2 separate regions of the Lactuca sativa genome follow, and region 1 is linked to region 2. A link is a contact called in public Hi-C data. All regions are on one chromosome and are shown on one strand. Each heading gives the region's core, a stretch centred on a gene start, on an enhancer-like site or on the middle of the called end of the contact. The rest is flanking DNA. Distances are from core to core; before and after follow the strand shown.

Region 1 (5,187 bases), core at 1,991-4,490, 280 kb after region 2:
TATGAAATTACATACAATGTCAAGGTGTTCCTCTCCACTGATATCCATAGCATCAAGACTAAGTATTGTACATGGAAGTGATGGAAATATGATATCAAACTGCACTTTCAGATGAAATAGAGGGTATAACAATTAATTCCAGAAGTTGAAATACTATAGAACCATAATTGAGAAGGTATAGTGTACAGAAAATGCTACTACATTGATTCGTAGTCGTTCTCCTCTTGAGGTGTCTACGATTAGCTTTGTTTCAGTTACAGAATTAAGATATAATCCTGCAACGAAGTAGCAGCGTACATTTCAATTAGATCGTTTAGAGAAACAAAGTGGAATTCAGAAAAGGAAGTTTGCTGAAAACGTAATAGTATCATTTTTTTTGAAGTAAATGACAAAAAACTCAATGACGTTGACAATTTTGTTCTGTTAGCATCCAAACTTCACACCAGTTTTAAGTTAACCCGATTGAAAAGCCCAAATGTGCTCTTTTTTCCAATCGGAAAGAGAAATTGTATGAAAATCAGTCATAAACTTTGAAAACCTAACTTTTTTTAGGTATCGAATCAATCATATATTCTCATGTGAATCAAAGACCAATACAACATCAATCAACGAGCATAGACATCCCTATGTGTGTATATATGCAGAGAGAGAACTCACTCATTTCGGAGAAGAAAAGCAGAAGCATTAAGATAGAAGATACAAGGGTGATGAGACCACCGGAGATCGTTCTGCTGTAGAAATCCTCATTGATCTTAGGATACGCATCCAAATTCCGCATCTTGCTCATTATCCTTTCCATTTTCTGAAATCTATAGAGAATTCCACTATCTAAACAACACTTCGATCAATTTTCTAATATTCGGTTTCAATTTTCAAGCTGAACAACGCCGATAAGAATTCGACATGCAAAGTATGTGTCGATCTTGAGAACAAATTTTCCACTTAATATATTTCTTCGACTGAATCCAAGAGATTACAAAATACACTCCTTTATGAATCAATCAAATCGCATTAAGAAACTTGGAGTCGCCGGTGAACAGCGTCGTCAGATCTTCTACTCGCCGGATCAACTTGTGAATTTACAGAACCCAAATCATTGGACTGGGCTTTATATTATAAGCCCAATTATGTGACTCTAAATATCTTTATAACCCATTGGATGTATTCGGATTCTTATGAAATAAAATGCATATTCAATCCAAATATTCGAACCGAACGTAAACTATCCGACGGATATGATCCGAATGCGAAAGAGACTGAAGTCGGATATTTTCTCGGATAAAAATCCGGGTCATAACCGGAAAAACCCGAAATAACAGTTGGAAGCGAAAATTTTGAACTTGCCTCTCTCTAGAAGTAGCATAAATAGATTTTTTTTTTCTTATTTGGTTTAATATTGAAAAAAAAAAAAAATACTCATTATGCTCGAAGTTTTTCTTCAATTTTAAAGTTGAAAATATTATCCCTATAAGTTTTTTGTAGCCGTCGTACTATGTAACCTCAAGGAATTATACGAATGTTCATATCGTGGAAATTAAATCAATTTTCTAAAATAATAAATTTTGGATAATTTTGATTATTGCATTATTAAAAATAGAATCAAATTAAAAAGGCTTGGTGCAAAATATATGGTAAGTTTTACAACCATAATGGAAACTCGACATTGAAAATCATACTGATAGTTTTTGCAAAACAGAAAAAGGGTAATTTCGATATTTTTCAAACTAATATCAGATTATATATATGATATTTTTTTATTTACAAGAATGATAATGTATGGATAAATTTTTCAAAATTTGTCATCCAAGAAGCTCTACCGTTGACAACACGCAACTTACTGATATAATTCGAATGAATCTTCAACCTAGTTATAATCCGATAAGTCGAACTACCATTAGACACAATATGCAATTAAATGGTGAATCAAAAATAAAATGTCAAATGCTACCATGTTCTTTTTGACATGGTCATCTATATGAAACTAAATATTTTAAAATACTTTCGGAAGATACTTATGTTTTTCTTTTTGGCGCACATTAAGTACTAATATAAATGCTGACGACGTAAAAATCATAAAAATTTCAAAAATTCAAATCTAGCACAGGCTAAACCAAGATTTGTCGCAAATCAAATATTAAATTCCAATGAAACTTTTTAAAAATTATTTCACCATTATAAAACAAAATATGATCAACCAAGTAATCTAGCAGCTAATATTGTGAGGAGGCGACGATGGAGAATCATCTTAAAATGGATTGTTAATTGAAGTTGTAAGTAAATGCCAACGAATTTCAGCCCAAGTAGTGGATTAAAAATTATATGTCAACAGATTTTTAGCCCATTTTAATTTTGAAGAATTTAACCTTGATTTTTGTTTTGTTTGGTTTAAATAAAAAAAAAAAAACTGTAATTTCTGATTCTACAAGTCATGGCTAATGATATACTAATCGTCTAAGCTTCTACGTTATCTTTTGAATCTGTATTTTCTTCTACAAGTCATGGCTAATGTGTTTGTTTGAAGGACTACCTAACCGATGTGAAATAGATACAAAATCACATTCTAATTGAAACACCACTCTTACTACTCACTTAGGAGTACATCCACGATGAAGAGCATACATCCACAAAGAAGAGCTTACACAGGAGAGACACTCCTTCATTAAAATAAATTGGGGTGATTATAAAGATAACATTCTATAGTTTTCGAATTAGAATAAAATTTGATCTCATTAAGACGACGAATTTCAAGAATAAGATTTTTGTTATGAATTATCCGGATTCATATATTCTAAAATATGGATTATCTGAGTCGTGATATGATTAAATAGGGTATCCGATTTTTATTTTTTAAAATCCAGTTTCAGTTATGTACCTCTAAGCCTTTTGATCGAGTTGTTTTATTTGATTGAAATTAGTAGATATGAATTCAAACTACCAGACTTGATTTGTATATAAAATTCATAAATTCATATTCGAAATAACTTTTGCACTAGTATTTAATATTCGATCGTATTCGGTTTAGAATTTAAGAATTTCCTTTACCCTTGAATTTTAGATTAACCAAGCAAATTAATATTTTATAATAGGCTAAAAATTATTACACACCAGGATCAATCCCACTCTATATGCTCAACCTCCCAAATTGTTAATTGCGAAAGCCTCCCCCCTTTCCCCTGTATGCAAACCACCACCCTCTTCCACCATTATTGCCAAAACCACCACCACCACCATCACTTTTGGTCCTTCCATGGAGGAGAGGGGGCCTCCCTCCACTTCTCATGTTTCCGGTGACTACCCCCCTAATTCCACCCACAAATATCATAGCATTCCAGACACCAACAACTTCCAAGACACCCCTACGGGGACTTACGTCGTCCAAGTCCATAAAGATCGAATTTATAGAACCCCACCACCGGAAAACGCTTTGATTGTGGAACGCTATCGTAATTCTCCTGCTAAGAAACAATCTAACTGTATTAAATATGTGTTGATTTCCATCGCTATTATAGTTCTCCTTCTAGGATTCATAGGTGGGATTACGTTAGTCGTGATCAAGAAAGATGACCCTAGATTTCGTGTAGAACGTGTACGTGTTAACACAAAAGAAAAAAACCGACAAAAGAAAACCGATTTCGACATCACGTTGGCATCAAGAAACCCTAATGCTCACACGATCATATCATTTGATGATCATGGAAAAGCTGCTTTGTCTTTTAAAGATAGAAGATTTGCCATTGGAAAGTTTCCATCATCTGAACAAAGCCCAAAAAACTCAAAGGACGTGAAGTTAACCCTTACGAGTTCATCTAATAGTAAGTTACCTATGGGGATTCGAAAAAGCATGAATGGGACGACTGGAAAATCCCAAAGAAATGTCGAAATATTACTAGAGTTTAGGGTTCCGGTGAAAATGAAGGTGGGGACGTTGCAGATGAAGAGCAAGACGATATCAATGTTGTGTCATTTCAAGGTCAATAATTTGGCCAAGAATCCACGTATTTTATCTCAAGATTGTGATTATTCCACGAGATACTAATCACATTCTCGATGGTCGTTTGATGATGGTGATTTTCCCTCAGGATTTCGTTACAACGAAATTACTAGATTTTTGTAATTTTTTTACTTGTTTAATTTTTATTCTTTTCGCTATAGTATTTAAAAGAGAAAACGTTAGCCTTTAGATGTATGTGATTGTGCGAATATTGGCTTATAATGTATGATGTTCCATTTCTTGAGTTTTGATTAGGGTTTTACAAGAACTTTTTAAATGATGTACTCGTCCTCAAGAAAGGAATAAGAGGAACAGTATCCTTACACTTCCAAACATCCCATAGGTGAGATAAAACCACCACTTCTTTGACTAAATTAAAGAAAATGCTCGAACCAAGTTTCATCCGTGAAAGTACTCTATTAATTCATATTAAAACAAAAGTAAAAGGATGCGTTAATTGGTAGGCTTATATCTAATATGCGAATCAGAAAATACAGCAAGCAAACTATTGACTACAACTGTTTATTAGCAACTACTTTGAATAGGATTAGAGGGAAATGGAGCAATAATTGGTAAAAGCCAAGAGTTTTAATTAGTTTTTAGCACTCGTTACAAGAAATGAGACCATTAGCGTCGATATATAGCCATACATGCTTGATGTCGCCACGGATGGTTTATTCTGATATTCGTGTGATTCTTCGGTTGTCGATCGTAGCCGTCAATGATATAAAGTGATCCAACGGCAAATACACGTTCTGATCGAACGTAATAGCGGTGACACCAGGTCGCCACTAATACTTACCAAAATAACATCTGAGAAACTTTTTCCTTCCAACTTACTCGTTAGTCTCCACTAAAGCTTACAGCATCCACAATGCATTGAACTCTATAGAGTTCAATGGAGTGTCACATCATTATCCACTATTCTATACAATTCTATTCATTTTTATCCCACAATGCATTAAACTCTACAAGTTCAATGGAACATATTAAGAAAATATTTATTTAAAAATTTAAATACTTTCCTTTTTCCTAGTGAAGAGTTCAATGACCATTGAACTCCAAATCCATTGAATGCCAATGTGGCATTTCACAATGGTGGAGTTGTATCCATTGAATGACAAGTAGGAATGACACATCATTCAACTAAACCCCCTCATTCATCTCTTTTCTGATTACACGTGATTCCCTTGACG
Region 2 (5,001 bases), core at 1,631-4,130:
CTCACACAAATCCTCCCGAATCTCAGAAACGGACATATAACAAGAGCCTAATTCTTGATTTGGGCCAAGAGAAATCTTGTTTTGGGTACTTGAAACAAACTTGTAGGCATGATTCGAGTAACTAAGCCCATACCCAAATTCAAAAACGGGTTTCCCGTTATAGAATCGGTATGTTCGACCTGGGTAGCCCAATGACGGGTCGGGTCTCATTCGCATATCCGTCATTGCCACTTTTGCAAATTCCCTTGGATACCATGTCACCGGTAATCTTCCTCCTACAAAAGAAAATTGTTTTTTAATATATTGAATTAGAAATTTTTTTATGTTTGACTGAAAAAGTCAAAGTGGAAGTTCACCTGGATTGTGGTCACCGAAGATGATTTCAGTGAGAGCGGTGGCACCATCTTCACCAGGGTACCCGGCCCATAAAATTGACCCAATTTTCGGGTCATCTTTAGCGAACGAAACATCCACCGGACCTCCACAAAGTAAAACCAACAAAACCGGGTTTTTAACAGATTTAGCAATAGCAGACACCAGCGCCGATTGTTTCCCCGGAAGAACCAAATCAAGTCGATCGAGCTTCTCCCTTTCTTGAGTTTGATCCAAACCCATCACCATAATCACGTAATCCGCCATTTTTGCTATTCCAACAGCTTCATCAATGGCGACGGAAGTGCAGTTCACGGAATCAACACATCCCGGGTGGTAGTGTGTGTTCTTCACGTACTTTTCAAGTGCTTGAAGAATCGTGATGTTTTTACACGCCACACCTTCGTAGTTTCCGAGCAATGTTTGGGTGGAATTGGCGTTGGGGCCTATGACGGCGATGGAATTGGTTTTCGATTTCGAAAGCGGGAGAAGCCTATCTGAGTTCTTCAACAAAACGATGCCGCTTCGCGCAGCTTCTAGGGCTAGGTTTTGGTGTTCTTCAGAGCAAACATCGTCGGGTCCGAAGTTTCCATAGATTCCGGTTTTAGGATTTCCGTTGAACAAACCTAATCTCATTCTAATTGTAAATAGATTCTCTAAAGCTCTGTCGATTTCTGCTTCTGTTAATTTCTTCATTTCGATTGCTGATTTTGTGTATTTCTTCAAGTAAGAACCACAGTTGACATCCATACCTGCAATAAAAAACTCTTTAAGTTGTTCTTTACTGACTTGTGCTTTATCCATTAAAGATTGTACGTTGATAACTCTTTAAATTGTAAAGGTACAACTCAACAATGCATAAATTACCAGCTTTTATAACACTAGCAACAGCATCTTCAGGTAATTTGGAATATCCTTGAACATCATGCATAATGGCAACTGCATCACAATCTGATGCAATGTACCTGTGAATTGTGATCATAAAAACAAGTTAAAAAAGCACATCGTATGCAGAACAACTTGTACACAGTCGTACAAGTTGCTGATGCATATCTGTATCAAGATTATGCTTCCAAAGATTTTTTATGGGTACCCATTAAAGCTCCAAGCTTGACGAGCTGTTTTGGTTAAAAGGTTGTAATCAGCACAATTTGGTACGCCATTGACACGATTATAAGCACACATTATTCCACTCGCTTGCCCTTGTTGTACACACTGCTTAAATGGTGGTAAGTATGTATCTGCAAGATCTTGTTGAGTAATCTGCATATCGATATCTCAAGTTCTCAGCCCACAAAGTACAACCATCATTGCATAAAAAAATACAACGTACAACTCTATAATGCAGGAGGGAGGCCTGAAACCTGAGACGTACATTGGCATCAAAGTTGTATCGATTAGCGGTTTTCCAGTTATCCAAATCATTGGCAACGAAGTGTTTACAGCAAGCGGAGGCTTGAAGATGATCGGAATTTGGATCCATTTTTCCACCTTCAAAACTGTCACCTTGAATTCCTCTTACGTATGAAACTGAATAATCTCCGACAACCAATGGATCTTCACCGGGTGTCTCTTGTGCTCTTCCCCATCTTGGATCTCTTAACACGTTGATGTTTGGTGCCCAAAATGTTAGCCCCTTTGCTTGACCTACATTGTACATTGCTCTTGCTTCTCTCCCAATTGCCTACATAAGCATTGAAAACTCATCAGTGGAGTCTAATGTCATGCGTAATTTTGACTAATAGTCGACTATTTTGCTTGCTCTCCGTTTGAAGTATGGTAAAATGGAACCCTAGGTTTGCTAGAATTGTAGTGAACTATCGATCTTAAATCAAATTGGAAGAGAATGCTGCTTGATTTGTTGACTGATAACTATAATGAACGTGAAATCGAAAGAAAAAGAAAACCTAGATCATCAATAAGAATGGAAGACTGACCTGACCAATCCGATACCAAAGATGTGAATCAAAAGAAGCAGCTGTGAGGATGACTTGAGGGAACTGCGTAGAGGCGGTGATCGTTCCGTTAAATCTCACACCCTTTCCGTGTCGAGAAATGCCGTGCAATGCCTCCGACCACCACTCGTAAGCGGAGATCCCAAGGCGAGGAATCCCCGGCGCTCCGTTTACCAGCTGCAAAACTTTCTCGTCTAACGTAAGTCGTGAAACGACATCGTGAGCGCGGTTGGGAATCGGCAAACTGACGTTGCAGAAGGGGTATGGTGGTGTAGGTGATGAAGAATCGCATGAAAACGGAGGTTGGGGTGACTCCGCCGAGACGATGATCGTTATCATCGTCGTCGCGAAGCATTTGATCACGAAAGCAAGACCAATTCTGCTGTAAGTTATCATGTTTGTAGGGTTTTGGGTTTGAAGTTTTGCTAAAATCTCTCTTGATAACACGAATTCTCCACAGTCCACACGCTACGCATAGAATGGGGCGAAGAGGGGATAGAACTCAGTGGCTCAGTGGAGAAAGAGTGGCTCAGTGGAGAAAGCATTTGTTGCAGGCTCTTCATATCACCATGATTTGATTTTTAAGTTTCTTCAATAATTATATATTTTAATAAAATTTTAATTGTATTCCCGTAATCATAACAATAAATATTTTTATTTAGCTGAAAATTACAAATATAACAAAAAAATAATAATAATTTAACTAAAAATAGCTGAAAGAAACAATTAGATTTTTTTAAAAACAATCAGTTCTAGAGATTATATTCAAGAATATTAACGTAAATAAATAAAACACTAATATAAAATATTTCAAACACTAACAAGAATATATAAAAAAAAATTAAATTGAACACTAATATGAATACGAAAATACATAATTAAAAGACTACTACAAAAAATAGACATACATAATTAGATAAGCAAAACAATTATTATTATTTCTTATTACATTTCACAACTAACAAACAAAAACTAAAAATTAGAAACACGATACATTTCAAAATCTTCCAAAATTATAAAACTAACAAAAAATCTAAAAATTAAAAATACAAGACATCTTTCAAAATATTTGAAGTGTCTTCGTGTGCAAAATCGGCTCACATCACTTTGTATTATACTATTATATATTGCTTGCTAGTCGGTTCCAAACTATCATCTTCATCTCCATTCATCAATTCATGTTTGATATTGTTATAAAATTTGGTTGAAAATCTCCATGTCTCTTGTTAAATCCTTAAACTTAGTTTATATTATCCAAAAAATATCGTTTAACTTAGTCTTTATTTTTATTTTTGTCTGGTAAACTCTACAACATAATTCATGGTGAAACATATTTGTCAAGCTGGCCGAAAATAATCCTACCATCAAATGTAGGAGAATGATGACAATAATATCATCATTAATGATAATCTAAAAACATGCGTGTATGATTTCCTCTTCTACAATCCACTGAAAGGGTACATTGCCGACATTTTGAGTTGTGAAAAAAAATTGAGTCTTACACCCCGCTCCCGAGTTGATGCAAAGAAAAAAGAGAAGAGAAAAATAAAGGAAATGAAAATAAATTTGTCTTTTATGCTCCCAAGTTGGAGAGAAATAGACGGAAAGTTAAATATTTTATTCTTTTTTTTCAAATCCTCCCAAATTGGAAGGGAAGTTAGGAGAGAAAATTATTCTTCCACTTCCTTCCTTTAATGAAACTCAAGAGCATCAATCTCTTTTACTTTCCTCTCATTTCTGTCCATTTCCTTTTTTTTTTCTCTCCTTGGATGTTAAGACATATTTATAGTGAGAAACAATTAATCTATCTAATTATAAACTAGTAAACATACAAGAATATTGCCTAAAAAAACCAAACACATATGAATATACAAGTCACCATTGCAACACTTATGTACAAGAATATTGCCTAAAAAAACCAAACACATATGAATATACAAGTCATCATTGCAAGACTTATGTAAAGTGACTTGTGCATTCTCATCTACAAAATGTGACCTATGATTTGGCCCCCATGGGCCGAGATTTCCTCTTAGCCAGCTGGAAATTCATTATTTTTTGACAAAACAACAAAAATGGTCCCTGTTGTATGTATTTTTTTGGAGCTATAATCCAAACCTCGATTTTTTTTTGGTTTGGTGGTCCTTTTGAGCTAGTTTCATTGCGTATTTAGTCCCTCAGTAATCTGAAATGACTGTAATGCCCCTCATGTATTTATTTTTCATTTTTCTTTCATTTTTTAAATTTAATATATATATATATATATATATATATATATATATATATATATATATATATATATATATATATATATATATTAATAATGAAGAAATAAAGGGAGGTCTGTCTCTCTCTCTCCAGACCTAGCTCTGTGAATCTTTTTTTTTTTGGTAAATCTCTTGAAGATATATTGAAGTTGTTGGATGAAAGATATAGTGGTTTAAGGTTGGTAAGGTTGGAAAGATTAGGAATTTGACCGGAGATTGAGTTTTGCTTTAAGCTTAAAACGCGAAACTGATCCAACTGGTTGATGATTCATGAATCAAATGGCTAACTCAAGTTCAAATTTTCAAGAACAAGTTTCGAAACTCGACCTCTCAAGCATTCCTGAACCCCTTCCCAATTACAGAAATCATTTCCTCTCCATTGCAATGAATTTGAAGGATCAATGGCT

The links. A called contact is a pair of places that touch in the nucleus more often than the background predicts.
Region 1: a contact with region 2 is called in a Hi-C map of leaf, with 4 times the contacts expected there. The contact joins the promoter of LOC111921326 here to the promoter of LOC111921271 in region 2. A contact is called at or near these places in 2 of 4 Hi-C or Micro-C datasets (leaf and seed).

Annotation. Positions count from the first base shown.
Region 1 is chr9:50,400,004-50,405,190 of Lsat_Salinas_v11, forward strand. LOC111921326 (NDR1/HIN1-like protein 13) reads left to right here and starts at 3,241. Exons shown (of 1, transcript XM_023916892.2): 1 at 3,241-4,036. The coding sequence starts at 3,248. The coding sequence ends at 4,036. LOC111921269 reads right to left here and starts at 1,099. Exons shown (of 12, transcript XM_023916844.3): 1 at 658-1,099; 2 at 202-275; 3 at 16-99. The coding sequence starts at 799.
Region 2 is chr9:50,122,104-50,127,104 of Lsat_Salinas_v11, forward strand. LOC111921271 (probable beta-D-xylosidase 7) reads right to left here and starts at 2,881. Exons shown (of 6, transcript XM_023916847.3): 1 at 2,310-2,881; 2 at 1,748-2,056; 3 at 1,466-1,635; 4 at 1,240-1,337; 5 at 357-1,124; 6 at 1-275. The coding sequence starts at 2,723.